3 separate regions of the Mus musculus genome follow, and regions 1 and 3 are each linked to region 2. The links are chromatin contacts, called in public promoter capture Hi-C maps. All regions are on one chromosome and are shown on one strand. Each heading gives the region's core, a stretch centred on a gene start, on an enhancer-like site or on the middle of the called end of the contact. The rest is flanking DNA. Distances are from core to core; before and after follow the strand shown.

Evidence for each region. Promoter capture Hi-C pulls out the DNA fragments that hold promoters and counts their contacts. Capture Hi-C pulls out chosen DNA fragments and counts their contacts.
Region 1: a contact with region 2 is called in a promoter capture Hi-C map of neural stem cells. The contact joins the promoter of Mfsd10 here to the promoter of Fam53a in region 2. A contact is called at or near these places in 1 of 39 promoter capture datasets (neural stem cells), 1 of 484 Hi-C or Micro-C datasets (B cells) and 1 of 9 other capture datasets (adipose tissue).
Region 3: a promoter capture Hi-C map of liver shows a contact between it and region 2, with 4 times the contacts expected there. The contact joins the promoter of Nop14 here to the promoter of Fam53a in region 2. A contact is called at or near these places in 9 of 39 promoter capture datasets (3T3-L1-derived adipocytes, the C10 cell line, embryonic stem cells and 5 more), 1 of 484 Hi-C or Micro-C datasets (granulocytes), 2 of 115 datasets of contacts at active chromatin or transcription factors (astrocytes and pro-B cells) and 2 of 9 other capture datasets (adipose tissue and liver).

The regions. Positions count from the first base shown.
Region 1 is chr5:34,635,665-34,640,194 of GRCm38.p6, forward strand. It overlaps Mfsd10 (major facilitator superfamily domain containing 10), which reads right to left and starts at 1,548. Exons shown (of 13, transcript NM_026660.3): 1 at 1,263-1,548; 2 at 930-1,119; 3 at 746-842; 4 at 357-460; 5 at 1-103. The coding sequence starts at 1,103. Nop14 (NOP14 nucleolar protein) reads right to left here. Exons shown (of 18, transcript NM_029278.2): 16 at 3,521-3,639; 17 at 3,227-3,382; 18 at 2,872-2,987. The coding sequence ends at 2,888.
Region 2 is chr5:33,626,968-33,631,334 of GRCm38.p6, forward strand. Fam53a (family with sequence similarity 53, member A) reads right to left here and starts at 2,668. Exons shown (of 6, transcript NM_178390.3): 1 at 2,370-2,668; 2 at 1,886-2,010. It also overlaps Gm9903.
Region 3 is chr5:34,658,562-34,663,373 of GRCm38.p6, forward strand. Nop14 (NOP14 nucleolar protein) reads right to left here and starts at 1,587. Exons shown (of 18, transcript NM_029278.2): 1 at 1,290-1,587. The coding sequence starts at 1,484. Grk4 (G protein-coupled receptor kinase 4) reads left to right here and starts at 1,818. Exons shown (of 16, transcript NM_019497.2): 1 at 1,818-2,443. The coding sequence starts at 2,392.

The sequences.
Region 1 (4,530 bases), core at 298-2,797, 1.0 Mb after region 2:
GGTTAACGTTCCCCTTGCTGATGCCTCCGATCACCCTGGAGGCCAAGAAGGCCTTAAAGCTCCGAGAGGTAGCCCACACTGCATAGGAGATGGCCAAACCTGTCTGCCAATGGGTGGAGGCCAAGTGGCAGGATCGGTCACTTCAGGCCAGGAAGCACCCAGAGCAAGGCAGGCAAGCATATAACCCTCAGACCCGGGCCACTTGTGTCCCTGTACTTTCCTTAGGTGTATTTAGCTTGGTGTAACACCAGGGGCCAGAAGATCCCTCTAGAAGGGATGGGAGCCCACTGTTGGCAGGGGAGCCCCACAGCTGCATTCTCCCCTCTGCCTGTTGACAGCTGGCTCCAGAGGCTTACCAGGGACAACATCATCACTGGGCGCCTCCCCAGGTAATCAGAGGCAGCTCCTGTGAGTGGTGCGGAGAAGAACTGCAGGAGGGAGAAGGCCGAGCCGATGAGACCTGAGAGACAGAGGATCAGTCCTAGAGTGTTGACCACACTTAGCCCTATATTCACAGGCCATCGACTGAAGCTCGGGTGGCCTCAGTTTAAAAAAAAAAGCCAACCAAAAACAAAAAGACAAAACAAAACAACCCCCTCCCCCAAACAACAACAACAACAAAACCAACCCACACCTTTCAGTTAAAGGAGGCAGGAACCCAGGGAGGATGATTGACCAAGAGCCTAGGCAGAACTAGCTCTCCAAAAAAAGGTTGTGGGCCCCAGCATGGCACACAGCGACATACCTCCGAACAGGACACTGTTGTACCTCTTTTCCGCTGGCATCCCGATGGCTGAAGCAAACCAGTCTACCCCACGCTGCCAGGAGCCATAGAGGGGGTCCTGGGTAAAGAGGAAAGTAACTCCAGCTGGATAAATCTGTGATAGGCTAGGCATGGGGAGAGCTCCCGCCTTGGGGGAGGGGCTTACTTGTTCGCGGCCGTGTCTCTCCAGCAGCCCAGGCAGCAGAGGCAGCAACAGCGTGAACGCCAGGAGGTCGAGTAGCAGGCCGAGGAAGAGCACGATGATCACGCGACGCTCGGACGCGGGCCGAGGCCGTATAGGCGGACGAGGCGTACAGCCCGCATCCCCTGCCCAGCCCATGGTGGAAGCTCCGACCCTGCTGGGGGAAGGAGGGTGTGGTGATGACGGCCCCGTTTACCTGACAATTGAAAGCTGAATTTGCAGGTTCTTGCCAGACAAAACGGAAGTGGTTCCAATGCGGTCCTGGCACACCCTTCAAGGCCCGACTCCCTTACCAACCTAGGGCAGCAGTAAGCTCAGGGCCGCAGTGGTCAGGGCGCCCCCTGTTGTGAAGCGGGTAACGGGGAGAAGACGGGAATCCCTGGTTGGGGAGTCGTAGGCGCCCTGAGCTCCTGTTCGTGTACCACTTCGGCCTCCTCACACGATATCGAAACCTTTGCTTCCCACCTACCCAGCTGGGACCTGTGCACACGTGCCGCAGCTCCAGGCGGGGACAAACGGGTGGATGAACAGGGAACCTCCCTGGATAGCAGCCACACCCCGGAGGCTTCGGAACAGGCACCTCCTCTTCCGGGAGGCCGTGCTGTGGCGGGAACTGGGTTTGGAGTCTCCCAGCAGCCAAGTATAGAGAAGGCTTGCAGGCTTCCAGATGCATTAGAAGCAAGCGGTGAAGTTCTGAAGAGCTAAGTGTATGTAAGAGACAGCTTGTCTGTGCAGTTCAGTCTCCTTGGTACCTATATATCTTTCTTTTGAATCAGGGTCTCATGTAGCCACGGTTGACCTTGAATTCCTGACCCTCCTACTTTAGCTTACTCTAAACCATGCTGGAGTTGGGGATGGTGATGCCCACCTCTAGTACCAGCACTCGGTGGAGACAGAAAGAACAGGATTCAGGATTTAGTCATCCTCAATCAACTCTGAAGTATGAGAACAGCTGGAGCAAAGACTCATCTTTTAGATAGATGAACCACTAAAGTCCTATCCCTTCAGTGCTGTTAACCTGTTGGAGCCATACAGTCCACACTGACTCTTTCCCAGAGGACAACACCGGATGCACTCGAGTGATAGGCTCTTCTAGCTGGATTGTGTTCCCCTTCTGACGACACAGGACAGTATCTGGAGGCTCTATAAACTTTTCCTTGGCATGTTCCTCCTCATAGATTGCTCAATCTATGCCCAGTATCAGATTTGGCCACCCTGCTTCTTGCTGCAGTTGGCTACACAGAGCCATTGTACGGCAGAGCCCTGTGGCTAATTCAGGCGTGGAGGAAGCTGGGGCTGGATGGTAGCCTAGCTGGTGCGTGTGTCAGGCCCAGGCCCCTCGTGGGTCATGCAGCCTCTGTCCCAGAAGAATCACAGGGAGAGGTGACAAGGTGAGTACTGTTGGTAGATGTAGCCCCTGTAAGCCAAGCTGCTGAGCCCAATCTCCCTTCAGGGTTGTTCTTGACCAGCACTTTCTGAGCTGCAGGATGCCCACAGCCATTCATTCTGTGCTCCAACAGTGGCTTCACCACATCCAAAACGCAACTCCTACTCAGCACCACCAACCCTCGCACAAGATCTCACACCTCAGAGCCATAGCAGGTGACAAGGGCCAGGCTGGACGTAAGGATTCAGTCCTGTTCTGTCATGTGTGATAGGTGATCTGATAAGTGTGTGGGAAGGCGACTTCACTGTAAAACGTATATAATGTACTTACCCACACTATGACAGCTTGTCAGTTTTATGGACAACTGCCTAAATGTCATTCTGTGTGTGGCTATCATCTAACAGTGCAGAGCTCTCACAGACATCCCCAACCTGTGTCTGAGCATGGCAGGGAGATGGGACCCCACACTCCACAATGAACCCCCAGAACCCTTCATTACAACACACCACACAGCCTTGCTACATTACAAGACAATTTATTTTTTGAACTTTTTCCTCTTAAGAGCCTTCCATTCACCTTCTTGCGTGGCCAGGCTATTAAAAAGCTGTTTTACTTTACGCTTTCTTTCTGCATCCCTAAAGAGAAAGAGAAAAAAGCAAGTGTTAATCTTGCATCAGTTCTCAGGTATTTTGCTTTCTTCAGTTTGAACACTAACAGTTCAGAACCACACATGCATGGCTCTACCCTCAGTCCTGCAAAGGCTGCCAAGTATATCGCTCACCATACTCCCCAGTGCTGAGAAAAACCAGCGGCCTATGAGTGTGGTGTCACACCACAGCGGTGCCCTAGTCCCGTACACACAGTTCCTCCTCACCTTTCCATGATTTCTGAGAGCTGCATCCTGGCCAGGAACTGATTGTCCTTTCGGATCTCTCGGACGGCGCCTTTAAATTCCCGCTTGTGTTTGTGGATTAGTCTTTTCCTTTCCTGTTCTTCTTTACTGCTGCCTTGTTTCCGTCCAAACTCAAGCCTAAAGTTAGAATCAAAAAGGCTATAGAGGTGAGCTGACTGCCGACTGCAATGTCTCCTGTCCCAGGCTGAAGCAGGTGCATCGCCCACCTCTAGCCTACAGACAGTCCTGGCCTCCACAGGGTCCCCCAGCACTCACACTTTGACTAGCCGGGGGGTGAACTGCTTCAGTGGGACGGGCTTGCTCTTCTCACACACCAGCGGGCGGCAGTGCTGCTTCTGGCCTTCCATTGCTGACAGTATGCTTTGAGCCAGCTCCTAAGGAACATGTAAAGGCATGGTTAAGAGGTCTCCTAGAGGCCATACTTGCCACTGCCTACTCTACACCCACTGGGCCGTGTCAGGTGCAGCTTGGCTGCATTGCCATCCTCTATATAGGGAACAGCAATGCAATTAGGACGAGCAGATGGTTCAGCATATAAGGTCTCCTGCCACCAAGCCTGAGTTCAATCTCTGGAAACTAAATTTCAAAGGCATTGCCCTCTGACCTCCATACATATGCCAATGCATAAATAACCCCACACCCAGAGAGAAAGCTGTAAATGAAAGAGCTTGTGTCCAGAGAGTAGCATATGGCCTTTCTGCAGGGACACACTGGCAAGGCACCATCAGCACAATTGGGATTAAAGCACATAAGACCACCTTCCCTGCCTAGGTGACCTGCAGTGTGTGGAGGCAGCTGTTAGAGCAGCATGATGCTGTCAGGCAGAACAGGATTCCTGCTCAAACACAGCTAAGACACGTCTCGCTAAAGCTGTGGCTTCCAGGGAAGCCTGTAGAAGCCAGCTCACTGATGTTGGTCTGTCCCTTCCCCTCACACAGATGTGCTCTGGATCCCAATTTGCTTGCCTCCCTGCACCCATTGTATATAGTCTTGGTCCATCTAAATGTCATGTGAGAACTGAGAAACTACAAGCTCCATAACCCTAACTGGCCAGCCTAAATCTGTAGGACCAGGGATCCCTTTAAAAAGAAGGGACAACCACAGTCATGTCCACAGTGATTGTTTGAGGAGGTGCTAGTGACTCAGTACAGTCAAGGAATGGCTTGCTCCAGACTTGGGGGACTCAGCAATCAGGAAAGCCAGGGTCTGTCTTCAAGTGGCACAAAGACGAGGGTGTAATGTGTACAGGAAAGGTCAGCACCATG
Region 2 (4,367 bases), core at 1,418-3,917:
TGATAATAGTATAGACTAAGTAGAGGAGGAAAGAGTAGAGTTCAATTTCTTGTAAACCTAAAACTGCACCCAAAAATAAAGGCTCCCAGACACTGTAATGTATACATATAATTCCAGCATTTGAAAGGCAGGGGTGGGGGGTTACAATTTCCAGGTCAGCCTGTGCTACATTGGGATACCAAGTCTCAAAAACACTAAGGTTTTTTGTTTGGTTTTGTTTTGTTGAGACAGCGATTCTTTGTCTAACCCTGGCTGTCCTGGAATTCACTCTGTATACCAGGTTAGACTTGAACTCACAGAAATCTCTCTTTGCCTGCTTTTTCCTCCCAAGTGCTGGCATTGAAGGTGTCTGCCATCACCACCTGGGAAGTAAAGGATTGCTTAATTTAAAAAAATTTTTAAGTGTTTCCAAAGCACAAATGGAAAATACCTAAGGATTTACTTTAAATCAATAAAATCATGTTCATTCTCAGACTGGAGTTCTTGATATTCCTGAACCCTGAGTGCTCGAGTGTGTGTGTGTGTGTGTGTGTGTGTGTGTGTGTGTGTGTCTATATAATCTCTATAACTAGAAGTTGGAAGTACAACTACTTTTAAAAAAAAGGAAGCTGGGCAGTGATGGTCCACACCTCTAGTCCCAGCACCGCAGAGGCAGGGGTAGATGGTTCTCAGAGAAACCATGTCCTGAAGAACAGAAAAAGAAAAAGAAAGAGAAAGAGAAAGAGAAAGAGAAAGAGAAAGAGAAAAAGAAAGGGAAAAGAAAAAGAAAAAGAAAAAGAAAAAGAAAAAGAAAAAGAAAAAGAAAAAGAAAAAGAAAGGGAAAAGAAGATTGTTTGGGCTACAGGGTTAGCTCACTGGTTAAGAGCACTGGCTACTCTTGCGGAGGACTGTATTAGATCCCTCGGAACTACATGATGGCTCATAAACTCCTGTAACTCCAGTCCTATGGGACCACCACTCTCTTCCCTCCTCCAAGGACACCAAGCATGCACGTGATGAAGACACACAATCAGGCAAAACAGTCACCCACACCCATGAAACAAGTGTTTTAATTTAAAAAGGAAAAAAAAAAAAAGGATTGTTCAGCATCTTCTGTCTCAAGAGTAGCAACTAAAATTCTCTCTTTTACGGTTGCCAAATCCAACCTAGGGGAAGATCTGAAAGGCCATGTGACTTGGTATGGCTCCAGTCCAAGCCACAAGCTCACACACCAGAGGAAAAAGTTCCAGAACCAAGATCTAAGCTCCAGGGACAGCAAGCAGAATCATTTATCAGGCCATGAGAAGGGACCGGGCTTGCTATGCTCACTAAACAAAGAGACGTAAAGAGGAGAACAGGTGCCAGAGGAGTCATCAGAAAGAACGACCAACCACTAACCAAAACAGCAAAGTCCATCTACTCTTCCTAATCAATTTCAATTTCCACCTTGGCGTAATATTCAGAATTTGGAAAAACTATCCTCGGTCCTACCTTGTTCTGAGATGCTGAACTTCCCTTCCAAGACCCACTTTCCTAAGATGACCAAATATGTATTTGAAGCAGCAGCATCAGTGAGCACAAGTCAAATTTCTTAATGTAAAAACTAAAGTACACCTTTCAAGTCAAACTAGTCCATCTTCAAAATTCTCAGAGCTGAAACATCATTATAAACTTAAGTAGTGGGGCTGGAGGGTTAGAATAAGCTTAGATTCATACTTAAAGATATATCTAATGATTAAATACCTTGAAGTGCAAAAAATTAAAGTGATTTTAATTTGGAGTGATAGATCACAGATCTGTAATTAAGACTAATGTACAAAGGCAATAGCATTCGGAGCGGTAAAATACATTGTGAACATCGCACATCCCATCCTCCACACAGGAAGTCTTAAAGGGACTTACACACCCTCAGTCTACGCAGGAAAGTGGCTTCGGAATAGACTTCCAAGTCACCTTCCACAGGTCGTTGGGGAGGATCTGCTCTTGGGATTCCCTTAAGGGACCATCATATCTCGTCAAACTTCCTGCTTCCTGAATACAAAATAACAATCACTGAGTCTCAACAACAGCGGGTTCACGGGCCCACGGACTCAGCATGGCGACAACAGGTCTCAAAGTCGACATGAAAAGTGATTCAACAAGTGGCAGCGCGCCCCAGGCGCAGCGGGCAGGCCTTACCGCCTGGCGTGCAGGAGCGCGCACAACAGAATGCTTGGGGCCTGGCCTAATTGGAGGGGTCCCCGGACTCGCCACGAGTTCGGGGAGCTGGGGCCCAGGGGACTCTAGGGAGCTGGGGCCCAGGGTTCTTTCAGATGCTGGGTCCCCGAGGACCTTAGGATGTCGGGGACACGGGACACGAGGACAGTGCTGGGCCCGGGGCGCGCGGGGACCTTAAGGTGCTGAGACGCCGGCTGGCCCTAGAGGGTGTTCCGCGCGCTGTGCCGATGCACCCGGCTCTCGACGTGCGGCTGCGCGGCGCCGGCCGACGTACGGAGACTCCGGGATCGCAGCGCAAGGACACGGCGTTGCGGTGGCTGGAGCTCTTAGCGATGAGCAGGCGAACGACGGCGCAGAGCACTCTCCGCGAGGCGAGTGAGCACCGAGCTCCGTAGCTGGGGCAGGGCGCCGGCCGCGCAGGCCGCGCTCCGCGCATGGGGACGGTGAGCCTCAGTCACCGCGGAACAAAACCGCAGCCGACGCCCCGCCCCCTCCGGACGCCCTCATTGGTCGCCGCGCCGCTACCACCGCCCCGAGCCGTCAGCCGTCCGCTCGCGCACCCGCCCGCGGAAGCCGCCGCAAGCAATCAACCCTCAGCCGCACCGCTAGGCGGGCGACGTCACTGCCCGGCGTGTTGTGGGTGTGGCCTCGTGACGCCCCGCCCCCGTTTCCTCTCACTTCCCTCCTACGGGTACCGTGCGCCGCTGCTGGCCCCGCCCCCCTGTGCGAGCTGGCCCGCGCCGGGTGTGACGTTAACCTTCGGGTGTCCGCGGGGCATCGAAGGCCGGTAGTGGTACCTATAGGCTCCCGGATTCCAAAGTCCGATGTGACCACCTTCATCTCCCTGCCTTTTTTCTTTTTCTTTCTTTCTTTTATAGCAAAATCTCAGTATGAAGCTCGGACTGTAGACAAGGATGGCTTCGAACTCCTAGAGATCCTTCTGCCTCTGTCTTCCGAGCCCTGGAATTAAAGACAGGCGCCACCAATGCCCAGCTTCTCCTGTCCTTTGCTGGTAATGTGCCTTTGGGCAGGACCCTTCCCTTTGGGAGTCTCATTTCTGGACCTACCGTGTGACTGGAAGGCACTTTTGTGCATTGGGTACCGGTGCTGTGAAGGAAAGCTGCTCTGCAGGTGGGTGTGACTGGGGTGGAGCACTTCTCAGGGTGCTAGAGGCCAGGCGCAGCAAAATGAAACCGCCTGCCGACTTGGCTAGGAATAGGCTGCAATTTCACAAGCCTGTAATCCCTAGACAACCTTGTTCCCAAACAACAAAAAGTAATTTTAAAAAATGTTGCAGGGTTAGGTACAGCTACTTGATGTAGAAAATGGAATAGTTCTCATCTGGAATAAGACCTAAAAAGGAAGACATTAGAAAGCCACTGGGTATTCCTGGGGCACACCAGAAGTCTGGGCCCTGGCCACCACGTTATGGGTCTGGTAAATCCAGTTCTGTACAGGCTCAGAGGCCCAGCCAAGGGAGGCCAAGATCAACTAGAATGAGTGCCCTCACCTGCTGCATCACCTGCGACAGACCTTTCATTTCCTCCTCCAGGTTTCTTGAGGACAGGGGACTTGCGACCTGGATCACAGCAGGCAGGAGCCAGATAAGGACTGAGACATCTGGCAGGCACCTGTGCCTAAGAGGAACTCTGCCCAGAACAGTCCTCAACCACACTCTCCCTGGGCAGATCTGGACCAATGGTGGCCTTCTCAAATCACCACGGTCACCTTGTGTTTCCCAAGCCCTGCAGCTGATTAAGTTACATACGCCACACAGCTCAGCTGTATTTGAGTAATTCCTAAAGGCTTTCAGTGTGTGCCCTTTTAGGGTAATTTTCAGGGAGTTGATGAATTCACATAAAACCAGAAAGTATTTCAAACTCTCCCACAGATCAGATTGCAGAGAATGGCTTGCAAGCCAGCTGTGGGATTTCACCCAATGTCTGATAGTCCCACATAAACCACACTGGTGATGCTGAGGACAGGTGCCAGTATCAGTGTTTATCATGTCCCAAAGGTAACCAGCCAAGGGAAGATATTAAAATCATCCTTGGTTCACAGTTAGGCTGCTACTCCACCAAGGGGCCATTTTCCCTCCATGACAAAGAATAGCAATGTCACCAGCCTGTCTCCTCAATGCTTGCCTCCATCTCCCTGAGAATGTTATGTGT
Region 3 (4,812 bases), core at 337-2,836, 1.0 Mb after region 2:
AGTTACAATGCGATTCCCTTTAAGGACAGACCCAGATGTGATCAAATACCATAGTGGTGAGGTTATTATTTATTTATTTATTATTTATAATATAAATGTATTAAAAATAAAATTTAAATTAAATTTAAAATAAAATTAGTAATTAAGTTTTTTTAAAAAAGAAATTTCCTTCAATCTAAAGATCTCATGTAAACTGGATCCTTTGTAACAAAGTACAGATTTGTAGCTGTGAAGGGCAAAGGCTAGGTCTTACTTATCCCCTTTACAAACATTACCAATAAGTCTAACCTATTAATTTTCTCAAAGTAACCATGAATTGCCTTTTACTTACTCATTTCTTTTATTTATTTTTTGAGACTCAACTGGAAGTTTTGAGTCTCACCATAAAGCCCTTAAACTCAGAGATCCACCTGTCTCCGATTCCCCAGAGATTAAAGCCACAGCACAAACGGCACTCACAAACTTTTATTTTTTAAAGTCAAACGAACGTCAGCAGTTACATAGAGAATGCCATTTGTTGAACTGGTTTTGAAAGGAAGGTACAATATACTCTTGAGATGGGGCCATAAGAACAAGGATGGAAGCTATGAGGTTATCCCCAAAAGGTACTATTCCAGTGACTTCCCAAGGGACAAGCTCATGAAATTCAGAGGAAGGACAATTTCCAAACATTCAAAGAGCATACTCTGTAAACCCTATCCACGGGACGAATACTGTCATGGTCAAAGCATACAGAGCAGTGGTACAGGGCAGCTCAGAGCTCAGAAGAGATTGACTCTTAGGCCCTAAAAGCTCCAAGAAGAGTCAAGAAGAATGTATACCTGGAAGATCCCAAGGAGGAAGGGTTTCCAGAGGAAGCGCATTCGATATCAAGCAAAGGAGAGGCAGTGTTATGCCTCAGTCCTGATCGTTTTGCTGGCTAGTTTAAGGCAAACTTGACACAAAGTATAGTCATCAGAAAGAAGGGAATTTCAATTGGAAAAAAATACTTTCATAAGACCGGGCTGCAAGCAAGCCCAAAGAGCATTTTACTAATTAGTGATTGACCGCGGAGGGCCCACCTATGTGCTAGCAGCGGTCCTAGGTTCTTTAAGAAAGCAGGCTAAGCAAGCTATAGAGAGCAAGCCAGTAAGCAGCACCCCTCATGACTTCTACATCAGCTCCTGCCTCTAATTTCCTCAATGATGGAAATATATAAGTGTAAGCCAAATAAATCTTTTTCTCCCCAAATGGCTTTCACTAGCCACTGGGCATAGTACGCAGAACCTGGGTAGAGCCTATCCCCTCACCTTCCTGATGGCACGAGCGCGGGACACCCCGGGCAGGCCCACATCGTGGCGCGTCTTCCTGCCAAGGATCTGGAACTTCTGCCGGTTGACTTTCACTTCAAATGGGTTTGGGTTAGTTTTCGCCGGGCCTCCGGACGCCCCTGCGGGCGCTTTGTGGACCTGCCTCCGCGCCCCAGTCCGCTTGGCTTTCCCCATGACATTCACTCCGCCACACTTTGGACGACAGTGCGTACAGACCAAGCAGTTCAAGAAACTCGTGCATAGGATGCTGATGTAAAACCACGCCCAGCTTCGTCTCGCGATGAGTGCGTCAGCTTCCCGTATTTCGCGAGAAGTACACAAGTCCTGGATGACACTAAACAGGCACTACAGTTTACTGGATTAAAGACTACAACTCCCAGGAGGCCACACTTCCTCGACTTCCTGGCGCTGGGCCTTATGGGATCTGTAGTGTCCCGAGAGCCGCCACAGTATCCTCAGACGCCGCCCCGAGGGGAGCTCTCGGGCTCCCTCTGGAGGAAAACCGTTAGCCGGGGCCCAGCTGTCTTGCGAGTTAACTGGCGGCTGCGGCTGCCGCTGCTGGAGCTGTCGCCGTCGCCGCTGGAGACCGCTCTCGAGTTTGTAAGCTCCTCGGTAGGGTAGGGCGCGGCGAAGGTTGAGTGCTGCCCAGGACCCGGCGCTGAGGAGAGAGTTACGCGCCCTGGGCCTGGGCGATGATGCTGAGAGGAGCTCGAGCTACCGCGCGCCGGCGCCGATAGCGGAAGCCCCTTGCCGGGACAGCAACAGAGCTGGAACCCGTAGCGAGCCTACCCGTGTCCCATCTCCGCGGCGACCGCGACGGCGACAGCGACGGCGACGACGGCAGCGCTCCTGTTGGCAGTTGTGGCGACCCCGGAGGAGGCGGAGGAAGAAGCGACAGAGACGGTCGCTGTCGCGGAGGGCCACCGTCCAGAAGCCGCGTTCCTCAAAGGACAAGGGATGCCCCGAGGCTTCTGCCGCGGGTTTAGGATCTCCTTCCCCGCAGCCTTCCCCGTCTCCATTGCCTCGACTCCGAAAAGTTCGACGTCGGAAACCGCGGCAGCGACGGCGCAGGACAGCGATCATGGAACTCGAGAACTTCGTGGCCAACAATCTGTTGCTGAAGGCCCGTCTAGGTGGGTGCACCCCGGGCTCCCCGTCTCCCCGAAGGTAGCGCCTCCTAGGAACTTTAACCTTGGAGAGAATCCTGATTCCTTGGTACCTTATTGTCTAATAAGGGAGTTTTGATTCTACTGGAACCAATTCTGGATTGGAGCTGCAGCTTAGCGGGTGTCAGTCAGTGATCCTGGGCTAACTTTTGTTGTTTTGAAACAGTAGCGCTAGCCTAACAGGCACAAGGGGCTGATTGAGTTCCATCTCACTCTCAGCGCTGCTAATCTGAAAGACAGAGTATGGAAAGTTATGCATTGCACACTTTCTAGGATTACCCAGGCAAAGGTTCCATGGGAAGTAGACGCTATTAAGAAGCTTCAGTGTGTTCACCTCACAGAATGTGAAGTATATTCTTTGAGAAAAACCAGTGAGTAACAGATGTTTTTGATTTTTCTTTTTGTTCCTTTTAAAAATTGATTTTAGCCGGGCAGTGGTGGCGCATGGTGGCACACGCCTTTAATCCCAGCACTCGGGAGGCAGAGGCAGGTGGATTTCTGAGTTGGAATCCAGCCTGGTCTACAAAGTGAGTTCCAGGACAACCAGGGCGACACAGAGAAACATTGTCTCGAAAAACCAACCAACCAACCAAACAAACAAAAAACCCCACAAGTCCATTTACGTTCCAAGTGATTTTCAGGAAGAAGAATCTTAATTGGACAATATAACTATTTTCAATATGGGAAGCCCTAACAAGAAACATTGTCAGAAATTTCTTATAGTGAGTGGTGTCCAGAATTGAATACCAAACTAAGGGCTTTGAAACCCCTGTGAGCAAGGAGCAGAGAGAGGAGGCTTGAAGCAGGAAGATCCTCTGTGCAATGGCAGTCTAGGCTCCATAGTCTGCGAACTATGGAGTAGACTATGAGTTCTACTATAGTAGAACTATGGAGACTAGAGCTATCATCAAAGAAACAAACAAATGAAAGAAAAGACATTACTCTGTCAGTATTTTTGAATTAATACTATTATTCAAAATAATACTGTTTTGAGGGGCTGGCAAGATGGCTCAGTGGTTAAGAGTGCTGACTGCTCAACCATCCGTAATGAGATCTGACGCCCTCTTCTGGTGTGCCTGAAGACAGTTACAGTGTACTTAACGTAGAATAATAAATAAATCAATAAATCTTCTGGCCAGATCGAGGGGGTTCAATTTCCAACAACCACATGATGGCTCACAACCATCTGTACACCTAGTGTACTCATATACATAAAATAAATATTTTTTTTAAATCCCCTTCAAGGACTAATTGGAATTTGGAGTGAGAAACAACATGAACAGTCGAATGTTCTACTGAAAGAGAAGCAAGTGCATACTTCTGAGTCTTTCCTAACTGCCTTAAGAGAAAACCAAGACCTGGTTCTCTTCCCACTCATTCTTACTTTTTCTATTCAAAACAGTATTTTTTTAAAGTTTTTATTTATTATATGTAAGTACACTGTAGCTGTCCACAGATACTCCAAAAGAGGGCATTAGATTTCGTTACGGATGGTTGTGAGCCACCATGTGGTTGCTGGGATTTGAATTCGGGACCTTCGGTAGAGCAGTGAGTGCTCTTAACTGCTGAGCCACCTCTCCATTCCCTTGAAGGGATTTCTTTTTTTTTTTTTAAGATTTATTTATTTTTATTATATGTAAGTACACTGTAGCTGTCTTCAGACACTCCAGAAGAGGGAGTCAGATCTCATTACGAGTGGTTGTGAGCCACCATGTGGTTGCTGGGATTTGAACTCCGGACCTTCGGAAGAGCAGTCGGGTGCTCTTACCCACTGAGCCATCTCACCAGCCCCTTGAATGGATTTCTTAATGGAAATAAAATCTAATCAATTTTAGGTTTTTCTCTTCTTTCTACCTTCATATCTGGTTACAGTGTCTGAGAACAGGGAATATTGCATTAGGTTTTATTATAATGATGTAGATAATTTTAAACCCCACAAAAACCTGGGTTCAATCACCAGGATTCATGCAAAAAGCCAGGGCATGGTGTTTATAATCTCAGCCGTGGGAAACAAAGACAAATGGGTAACACGCACACGCGCGTGTGAGAAGTCAAAGAACAAATTCGAGGGCTTGGTTCTCAGCCCTTCACTGACTGATCTTAGCTTGAGTGGCAGGGATAGAAATTAAAAACTAGAAGTTGGGTGTATCAGAGGTAGAACATTTGACTAACCTGTGTAAGGCTCTGATTAAATCCCCAGCACCATAGAGAAACGGGGATGCGGGGAGAGACAAGCAAAGCCTGCTATCTAAACTTGTTCCCTCACTTGTTTAGGAAATAGATTGAGGTATTTCAGAGATGTGGGAAACACATGCCCTATAAAAGGAGGCAAGGAA